Linked DNA regions of Anser cygnoides: region 1 is linked to region 2. The links are chromatin contacts, called in public Hi-C maps. All regions are on one chromosome and are shown on one strand. The core of a region is the stretch at or near the end of the contact, and the rest is flanking DNA. Distances in the headings are between cores, read along the strand shown. Region 1 overlaps TTLL7 (tubulin tyrosine ligase like 7). Region 2 holds the start of SAMD13 (sterile alpha motif domain containing 13).

Evidence for each region. A called contact is a pair of places that touch in the nucleus more often than the background predicts.
Region 1: a contact with region 2 is called in a Hi-C map of granulosa cells, with 2.0 times the contacts expected there. The contact joins the enhancer-like site here to the promoter of SAMD13 in region 2. A contact is called at or near these places in 2 of 7 Hi-C or Micro-C datasets (granulosa cells and liver).

Annotation. Positions count from the first base shown.
Region 1 is chr8:19,090,883-19,096,103 of Taihu_goose_T2T_genome, reverse strand. The region is part of intron 11 of TTLL7 (tubulin tyrosine ligase like 7); the gene reads right to left. Among named protein-coding and RNA genes, the nearest start is that of TTLL7, 34 kb to the right of the region's middle. Within about 2 kb of position 3,578, at least 1 of the 3 cell types and tissues checked has open chromatin away from gene starts, as enhancers often do.
Region 2 is chr8:18,951,260-18,956,421 of Taihu_goose_T2T_genome, reverse strand. SAMD13 (sterile alpha motif domain containing 13) reads left to right here and starts at 1,379. Exons shown (of 5, transcript XM_067001741.1): 1 at 1,379-1,536; 2 at 1,884-2,267; 3 at 2,812-2,886. The coding sequence starts at 2,834.

The sequences.
Region 1 (5,221 bases), core at 2,329-4,828, 140 kb before region 2:
TGTCTTCCCAAAATTCTACTCTGGGTCTCCGGTTGCTATTTTTCCCATATGATTCACACTTCTTTTCAATTTTGAAAATATCTCATCACTTTGAAGAATCAAGTTAAACAAAGGTTTATAGCTACAGCTTAATCTATGTTTAGTTTTTACAATACTTGTCAATTTCTTTGCAGATTAAGTGAGATTTCTCCTTTAAAATGACTAAATTGAAAAAAAAAAATGCATCTTTTTCTCAGTACATTAGCTCACTGGCTTCATTTTAGCAAGGCACTTGAGCACAAGGTCAGCTAGGAGCCAGCCCTATGTTCCTCCTAATCTGCTGCCTTCTTTTAGTCAAAATTTTTGCAGTTTTCCTATCCTGTGAAGCCAGCATAGCAAAGAACTTATTTCTGCTCTCTCTACCATACCTGCCAAACAACTGCTGCCCAAGTTCTGGCTCAGCAGTACCTTTCTGAACCCACTAAATGCATGAGAGAACATCACCTGACTCCAGAGTTCATGCTGTGCAAGTACGGAGAGGACACAAACTGTGCGGCCCAGGCTTCCCCAGGGGCAGGGGTATGTCAGAGAGCCTCAACAGCCCTTACTGCTACGGCAGTTCAAAATCACTGTAATGTGCTCATTTGCGCCTCTCACAGCACACTCAGAGAAGTGGAATCCCCTTGAGTGGCTGTTCTGCAGAGCTGTATCACAGAGAACTAGTTTCAGGGCAATCAGGTATTAAACTGGTAAGATAATAACAGACTCACTGAACACAGTAAAAAAGTAAAAATTCTGCTTGATGTTACAAGCTTAAAGAACAGTGACTAACCTCGCAGCAAAACTCAAGTTCATTTTCCATGCAAATACCTGCAAGGGAATCACAGATGCATACCAAATTTGGGTGCCTGCAACGCCAGTTCAGAGGAGAATGCCTTTTCAGAGGAGAATCTTAAGTTCTCTGTATGAAGAAAAGTTTGAGCTTTTTCCCCTTCATAAGTACCCTGCAGCACATTTACTTTGCATAGTCATCTACATTTATCATTTCATCTGCATTTATCAGAGCATCAACAAGGGATGTATTTCCTATTTCAAGATAGTAACAGAAATCCCAAAAGATCATGCACAAAGTGTCTACAGCTATTTCTCTCTCTTGCATCTTTTTCTTCATTCAAGCAGCCTTTCCAGATCATGCCCTGTTCTCTATTCCTGAGTTTCTCCAGCCATTGCACTGGGCATCTCTGAGGAGAATTTGACTTTGTCTTTCCTTCAAGCCCATTTTAGGGCTGCAGGTGGATCCCACAAAGCCTTCCCTTTCCAGGTTACGAAAACCCAGTTTCCCCCTGCCTCTCCTCATACGGCATGTGCACCAGTCCTCTAAGCACCTTAGCAGCTTTCTGCTGAACTCACTCCAGTTTATCAGTGTTTCTCCATTACTCTGGGGCATAAAGCTGGACAGAGCATTCCGGATGGGGCCTCAACAGGTGCCAGATGGATCAGTCTACATCACTTAGTGTACATTGCTGGCCCGCGTTCAACTCTGAATAGCACTCACACTTTGAGAGATACGGTATGACTGAACCTGTTTTTTATTTTGCTGAAAGTTGGTCATTTTCCACAAACTATGTTGCTGATTGACATGCAAAACTTAATCTCAAAAAAAAAGATTACATTTATGCAGGAAGTTTATGAACTATGGTAGCCCAGAAACAATTCAAGTGCCAATGAAATGCAACGAGACGTATTTCCACATGGCTTTACTCATGGCTCAGTACAAGCAATGCAAATACCATTACTCTATATACTCAGCTTTTTGATATCTGCATGTTATTTTATATAACTTTTATAATAAGAACAAAAAAAAAACTGTCTATACTGAACAAAGTGTCTTGCTCTATCACACGTGATCATTGGTGAGCAGTCTCAAGAAGCCTTGGGGAAAGACGCTATGTTAAGAAAATTGCTTTTACCTAATAAGAAAATGCTGTCCCTTATTTTCATGTGTCTACCCCATGTTTCCAGACAAGAAAAATGGTTGCTGACTAATCTGTAAGACATCAGTGCTCTAAAGTAATCTTCATAACGTACCAGTGGTACCGCCACAATAGGTATTCATAATGACTAGCTTCCAAAGCATTGTATATGTATGTCTTCTAAGAGATGATTATTTAGCATCCAATGACCCGAGAACCAAGGATGTACAAATGACCGGCTTGTGCTAAAAGACACTAGTAGTTTTATCAGGAAGCCACATCTTGATGACTTGACAAAACAGGATTGCATACAGGGCCCCAAAAGTACAAGCAGATGATGACAGCAAAGCCCTTGAAAACCTAGAGACACTGAGATATATGCCAATTGCCGTGGCCAAGTAGCGTTCACTACAGGAATGCAACCTTGTGAACTGGATAAAACTGGGCTTAGGGAAAACAAATAGAATACAGAACACAATCCAGAAAGTGTAAAACAAACCAGTAACAGTAAAACTTGGAGATAATTTGGAATTGCTGGCCAGTGAGTGAACAGCAAGTAAATAGACAGTGTCAGCAAAAGATTAAAACTAACGCTAAGACAAGCTAAGAGCAAAGAAGAAACCTTCACCATCAACGGTGTATTCTTCCTGCTGAAAAACACAGGTCACTGACTACTTGCCATAACAACCTACCCACCTTTTTATGTAGAACTAGACCTCTCTTGTTTCTTGCTGGCCTTTTGGATCTCCAGGGGTACAGGCAGGGTAAGCATAACACAAAAGAAAAGAGTAGACACCAGAAAACTTGCGTATGTGAACTTTAACTACTTCATTAATAGGAATTAGCAATAATTGGAAATTTTAACCTAATAGGTCCAATGACATTTTAACAGGATTGATAGAGTCATGAAAATATTTTGCTAGTAGTTTAATTACAGTAAATAAAAAACGTGGATTTGTATATAAGGTAAGTTTGTCTCAGCCACATAAATCACAAGGGAAGCTTGGTACCCTGCACTTGAGGCTTGGTTGCAATATGGATGCAAAAACAAAAAGCAGGCAGCTTGGTCTTAGTTTAGGAAAAGGGAGAAAATAAGTTATTAAAATCCAAGGATTTCAACTATATAACTTTGCAATTTACATAAAATAATCTAGTTTGGAAAATTTGGTCAAAAGCAGTAAAATTGAATTTTCTGGGAACAGAAGGGAGATCTAGGTAGCTGGTGCTCCTCAGATGGAGGCTGCTGGGACTGTACAGATGCTTGCCAGAGACATTTGGTGCCACAAGATGGCAATCATGCATTTCCCTCAGCTCTCACTTCGGTAGAAGGTTCTGGAAGTTCAGTAGCATCAAGGAGGAGAGCTACGTTGTATAATGTGGAATATAAATAAAAGTCATCTCAGGAAAGCAGAGTTATTATAATGTTGGACAATTTATTTCTTATAATAGTTTATTAAGCTATCTTTATAACAGAAAAGCTACATGAGCTATGGAAATAAGAAACTAGATTTACCATCCTAATCCTGTTTTGGCAATTTTCCCATAACACTGGGAACATTCAGGGCCTTGTGATTAGTACTTGTTACCACTGTTAGAAAGAATGATTCACTCCCTGGAGGGGGTTTTGGCAAGAGGGAAACGGTGGAAAGAGATAAGAGTGGAAAGCTGGAGAAGAAGCCAGAACTGTTTTAGGAAGAAATATACGCATATATACTATTATTATATACAGCGTGTGCATACACACACTAGATGCACATTATTATATCTAGTACACATATATGCACTGTAAGGTTGTTCTATACTACGCTGTATATGGTATATACATTTATACACACACACACACTACATGTTTATACTGAGAGGGCTGCGAAAAGCATGAACAAGCACAGTGAAAATCTGTGGATGAGTGCAGAAACCAATTTAATAAGTTTTAAAGTTTGAAATTTCTGTTAGTTTAAGCTCAACTTCTGGCAAAATACGTTAAAGGATACCTGTATCATCAAAAGCAGAAGAAATAAACTTCTATACTAAAAAATAATAACCAAGTACACAACTCCTCAAGTCCTGAAGTATTCTCCAGCAACCCCAAATACGAAAGCAGCATTTATTACTTTGCCAGATCCCTCCTTCACAAACAAGGAATCTAGAAATAGAGACCCTCCTCTGAGACTACCTTATCATAAATGATAAACTTCAGTCTGTATTTAAACAACCTATATGCAAGCTATGGACAACCTATGGATGATAACCTGGAAGCGTAGAGCTAAATTAAAGGGATTAATAGAGTTTACTTCACAAAAAGAGAAGATATAGATGTAAGTGCAGATGAAGTTCATGTCACAAATTGTTTTTGGCTAGGACATCAAAGCTAGCATGGAGGACAGTGAAGGAATTTATATTTTTCTAATTAAAATTATACCGAACCCCTGAGAGAAATAAGAACAACAAAACAACTGTTGACAGTATTAAAGATCTGAGAACATGGCTGTAATTCAGTAAGTTAATTGCGTACATTTTGCTCATCAGTAGCCAATCATATTCATGATTTATTGTCAATAGACACATTTTTAATACAGTTTGCTTTTTTCCTCCAGCTGTACAGCATCCCAGCCAGTTAACATAATGAAATAAGACAATCTGGAAAAGGTACGTAAATTCCATATGTGTATATATTAATACTAGAGTAATTACAAGAACAAAGTAGACAATCCTCCAACATTGCTGGTTAAAAATGTGGGCAGGCTTAAGCTTCACTATACTATTAACATATCAGAAGAGAAACATTTCTTCCAGCCCATTCATGCCAATTGCTTCACCTATATACTATATTATTTTTCTCTGTGTATGTGGGTGCTTTCAAAAGCCATAGGAAAAGAAAAGAACCCATATTCAAAAACAAAAACAAAAAAATGATTAGGATCACACATTCACTCAAGCTGCCAGAGCTATATACTGAACCATATTCATGAGGGAAGCCCATGTCTTACCCCTTACCCAGTTTCCATTAAAAGATCCTTCAGATACAATGTACCCAGAACAACGGGATTAACATTACATTTCTCATTAAAACTTTCACAAATGTCTAAAATGCAACATTCCTCCAAGAAAACAATTTACCTTACCTGAGTCTCCAAAATCACTGCCAGGCAGTGTTTCCATACGGCTGCTGCAGAAAAGGTACCATCTAGATACTCAATAACAGTACCTCCTGTAACACACAGATTTTCTGTGGAAGTTTTCTTACGTAGATATGGATTCAGCTGGGGCTC
Region 2 (5,162 bases), core at 130-2,629:
AAATATGCCAGATTTTACCGTATGCACTGGGATGTGAAGTAGAGAGCGTTTTTTTTAGGGTGCAGTATGTTTAATACTTTATATAACTTGTTTATCTGCATTTATTTAAAGTCCAAAGCAGTGAAGACTCACACTGTTACTAGTTTTCAATGCACCTATCAATATTCATCACTTTATTTGCATAGTTTTTGTGTATTTTGATTATTCATTTGGCAGCATATAAGTTAAGGCAAAATGAAATGCTTGGGGGGGGGGTCATGTCTACAGCCCTTTGTGCTAAACTAGACTTTTCCTGTGATTTTTTGTGCTTGTAGCTGCGTCCTGTCAACAGTTTGGTGGCTCAGATCCCTATTCACAAGTGCAGCCAGGATGCGCTTGACTGCTTCTGGGGGTGAGACAGGCACTGCATGCCTGGGATAGGCCTGCATGCCTGTTTGGCCAGCCAGCAGGCTGTCTGTCAGTGCAACGGTGGCATTTGTGTCACGGAGCCCAGACCCACTCTGCAGGGAGCAGGCTGAAGTCACCTGTCTGTTCTGCACGAACCCCCAGGTACTTTGTCATGCCCCCCTTTCCTCCAAGCCAACAGCAAGGGTGTGACCGGGAGTGGTTTGATTTGAAATGAAATTCTGCAAGTGAAACATCCCACAAATCTGTACAGAATCAGACTGTTAAGGGTGGTCACTGATAAATGGTCTCTGCATCTGAGCTGTGGCTGGGGCACTGCTCTGCGATGCTATTGTGAGGGCAAGGCAGGGTACGTCGCTTGGTATTGCTCGCTGGATTTCCCGAGCACTGCTAGCGTGTCATCTGTGCCACACTTGTATACCATTAGAAGGTGCATACCTGGATCAAGGGAAACTTGGGAGAAGAAATAAAAAATGAGTGTATTACAGGGAAAAAGGAGCAATTGCTGGAGAAAATTGCCAAATTTTTTTTAATCTCTGTGTGAAGTTTTATGCCTGGTAGTCCAGCCTTCGCCATTTGTAGGCACTTGGAGTTGCACCTCGCTGTACGACGGCTCCCCTGGGAATCCGTGAGTCTCCCCACGAAGTGCGGTGCTTACAGGGAAGAGCCGCGGCCCTTCTTCGGGCATCCCTGTCTGCACCTCCTCTCTGCCCGGGGTCCCCGCCGTGCCACGGCTGCGGTGGCCGGGCCGTGCTGTCCTTTGTCACCTCTCTTTTCCCCCACCCCGACCCCGCGACGCTCCGCTTCCCGAGGAAGCCCAGCACCCTCCGTTCCCCCCGCAGGCCGCCGAACTCCTTCCTGACAGCAATTTGAAGCCCTTCTTCTGCCCGCGGGTAGGCGCGGCGCCTTTAACGCGGCCGCCATGTCGCGGGCGGCGGCCGCTGCGGGCCGCGTGTGGCGGCGGCGTGAGGCGGGCCGGGAGCCAGGCGGGGCCGCCGCCCGGTGTCACCCGGAGCCGCCTCCCAGCGCCCCGCTGCCGGCGGGGGGGCGGCCGGGGGCGGCGGGGGGGGTGGGGGGTGCTCCGCCGGGCCGGAGCAGCGCGTAGCGATGCTTTGGTTTAGTGGCTCCTAGGTAGGTGTCTCCGTGTTCGCTTCCCCCGGCCGGGATCCCCGACGACGCCGGCGGGAGGGCTCGGAAGATGCTCCCAAAATGGTGCGCGGAGCCCTCCCCGCCGGCAGCGGGGCAGCGCCGGGAGCCCCCCGCGGGCCGGGAGCGGGCGGGGAGCCCCGGCCGGGCGGGGGCAGCCGTGGGCGGCGGGGCCGCGGCTGTCAGCCCGCGGTCACCTCGGGTGAACCGGGCGAGTTCCTCGGGCAGCGGCACGGGAGAGCCCCGCCATCAGTTCGTCACTGCCCTCTCGGTGCTTTTTGCGCCGGTGCCTGTGTAATAAAGGGTCCTTTCTTTTCTTTTTTTTTGTTGAGCGGTGTTGATTGCTATCGGCTGTGTTTGCAAAGTTGTGGCTGAAGAGCATGGTTTCCCTGTTGGGTACTTCCCCGAGCGCTGTGACATTTCGCCGGCGTCCATTAGCGCGACAGCAGGAGCGTCCTGAGCCCTTGGTTAGTTCTTTGGTGCTCTCTGAAATAGAAATGTCTTCTCTGAGAACAGAAAGGAAAGGCTGGGGTCGTTTCTGCCTGTTCCTTGGAGCGGTGGAAAACGCTGTGCAGTGAAAGCACTCCGGCACGACACGAGGAGGGAAACAAACGGGATTGTCTCCTGTGTCCTTTGTACGGTCCTTTCCTTTTCAGAGTTCAGCGTACCCACAGAAGAAGCTGTGCTAGTGCAGGAAGGATGGTCTTACGGATAAGGTACGGAATTAGGCCTCAGGAGTTTTGGACTCGATCAGTAACTCGGCTTTCCAGCTTTATGTGTGACTTGGGTAGAAATCACGATGCTCATCTGTGCCTCAGGTTGCCCGTTTGTAAAACAAAGACATGGATTTCAAACCTCACTAGGGATAGGACTGTACACCAATTCGGGATGCTCGGTATAGCAGGGCGACTGAAGGCATCGTAAGCACATATGGGCTCTAGCTGTATACGTATTGCAGGTCAATCTCGCTGTGTATAGTTTACATCAAAATTTTATCAGCTTAAAAAAAATCAAATGTGGTATTACCTTCCTTAATTTTCAGGCATGAAACATTTGTTGTGTTAAAACCACAGGTAAACTTTTCCTAGCTCATTAGCTATTACCAGCTTTGCCAGGCTTCTGACGAAAGCAGTCTTTGACAGTGCTTTTGCTCTCAGGTGGAAACAGTTGTGTCTCTATACTGCTTGTTTCTGTTAACGTTATGTTGCGCTTTTCATAACCACCAATAATTAAACATGGCTTTTCCCCTCCTGTTGATAGTTGCTGAAGAAATCTCCTCCCCATGCTAACTGTTGACATGGAAAACAAGGAAAATGGCTCTCTGGATGTCAAAAAGTAAGTGATTCCATAGTGTTCAGTTTATGTAAACAGCACATCAGTTTTCATTGTAGTTTTTCATTGACTTAATGTGGTTGGCAAGGGTGGGGAGTCTCCATCTTTGTTTGTTTCAAACCTTCTGTATTCTCAATTACTTTTATTTCTGCTTTGAAATTGAAGAGTCTCAGGCATTGATGTAATTAAAAGTGGTATGTGGGAGGACTGTATAGCACTGGAGAGATGCAGAAACTAGTAAGTTGGGAGTATCCGTTTTTGCATTGATTTCTCATTTCAACCAGAGATCAGAGCAAGTGATAGCACTGTAACCAATACTCTACCCTTGCTCATCTGTCAGTTTTTATGGGGGAAGCTCTTTTCACCATCCAGTGTGACTGAAACGGTGAAACTCCTGAGGAAGGACTTGCAAAAGTCAAAGCAGGAAATGATGCCCGAGGGAGTCTCTGTACTTCCAGCTAGTGGCTTTTACGGAACCAATGCCTGATGGGGAGAAGCGTTCCATGTGGAAGATGTCCCCTCTATTTCTCTTTGAAAGAGGTGTGCACATTTCTCTGCTGACTACCCAGCCTCCCTGAGCTGAGAAGTAGTAGCAACAGCATGTGTCTTTGGTTTCAGTTCTGAAAACAGATATTTTAAACTGTTTGCTGAAGAAGCCCTAAACTGCTAGGTTACTACTACAGACCTAGGGTGGAAATAAGACGAAGACATGGTGTGCATTGCTCTACAATTTTCTTCAGTGTGGTGGACTGCAAACTAAGGGATAGAAACTGTTTTAGGGCATTTCCATATTCCTGAAGGTCAACAGTTTTTCAGTTAGGATTATTAGTCCTAATCTAATTTATGACCTGAAAAGTGCATTTCTGTGTGGAAAAATCAGCTGGGCTGTGTTAGGCTTACAGATGCTGTGGTGATCTATAACACAAAGAAAGGAACTAGAGAGAGTTCATCATCTGTCCTCTCAGACTGCAACACTTTACGAAGCTGCACCTCGTTCTTCTTCATATCTCTTTGCTAGGAGCCTTCCACAAAAACATGATAATCAGGCTTAGGTTCCCTGGCACTAAATGATATAAGCAATAGTAATAATAATGGTCAATTCAGAATGCTGTTGAAACACCTGATTATGACACAGCATCAAAAGATCTGCTGGTGGCCATTAATATTGGTATCCTTCCTCTTCGTTTGAGACATTGGCTACACCCCACCAATATAAAATGCACTCCCCTATTTAGGGACTGTGTGTAGGTTATACTGTATGTGTCCCTCAGAAGCCACCTCCAGTTACCTGTTTTTCTTCTACAACCAGGACTCCGTGGCAGGCGGGAGAGCGACAGCAGTCAAAGCAAGGACCGTTTACATTTAATCGTTTTCCCTTGAGGCTTGCGTGATAAAGGTTCAACTACTAATTGCAGTGGTGTTTTTTTAAAACCGATAGCGATTGTAATTAAACTGATCGGAAGCTGTGGTTTCTAAATGAAAGTATATAATAGCGTGTGTGCATATCTACAAAGGAGGTATTTGGCACTTTCCTGAAGTCGTTATAAATAGATGGGATAAAATCTGTTCACAGCTATGTCCTTTCAGGCCTTGCTGCTTCTGCCACATGATGGCAATAAAGCCACGGGGACAGTGGTGAAAAGCAGACAAGCCAAATCTTTATTCATTACTCGTACAGCTAGTATCTGGTTATAAAGCCTAAAATGCCAGCCCTCTTAAGGTTTTACAGCATCCAGGATGCCTGGCAAAAGCTGGTGTACGGCTGAGCCATGGCTGTAATATATTCCCCTTTCTTGTCTAAAGAATTCAGCCATGCACAACGGCAGGGCAAGGAGGAGGCTGTCTAGAAGCCAAATGAGCATCTGTGCGGGTAGATGGGTTAAAATCCAGCCAGTCTCCAACAGTCTGCCACATGCCATGCTACTCCTTGAGGGAGGAACTTGCAATTATTTCCTGAGATTAGTTAATGACTAAGGTGGTGCCCTAGAAGCCATTGCAGTTGGGCCTGGGATGGGTTTGGACCAAGCTGTACGTTCCCTAGCAGTAAAAGAAGAGCTTTATGAAAACCAGTACATTTGGGCTGAAATACAGAATTGTGGGAGGGACTATATTTAGCTGGAAATGAACATGCTTTGGGAAGTAAGCAAAATACAGTTGGGAGGTATTTTTTACAGGTCAAGTCTTTCATTTGCTGTTTAAGAATAATTAAATTCAACATCTCCTAGGATATTTTATTTAATAGTGGGCTTTGGGGATTTAGTTTGTTTATCTTTAAGTAA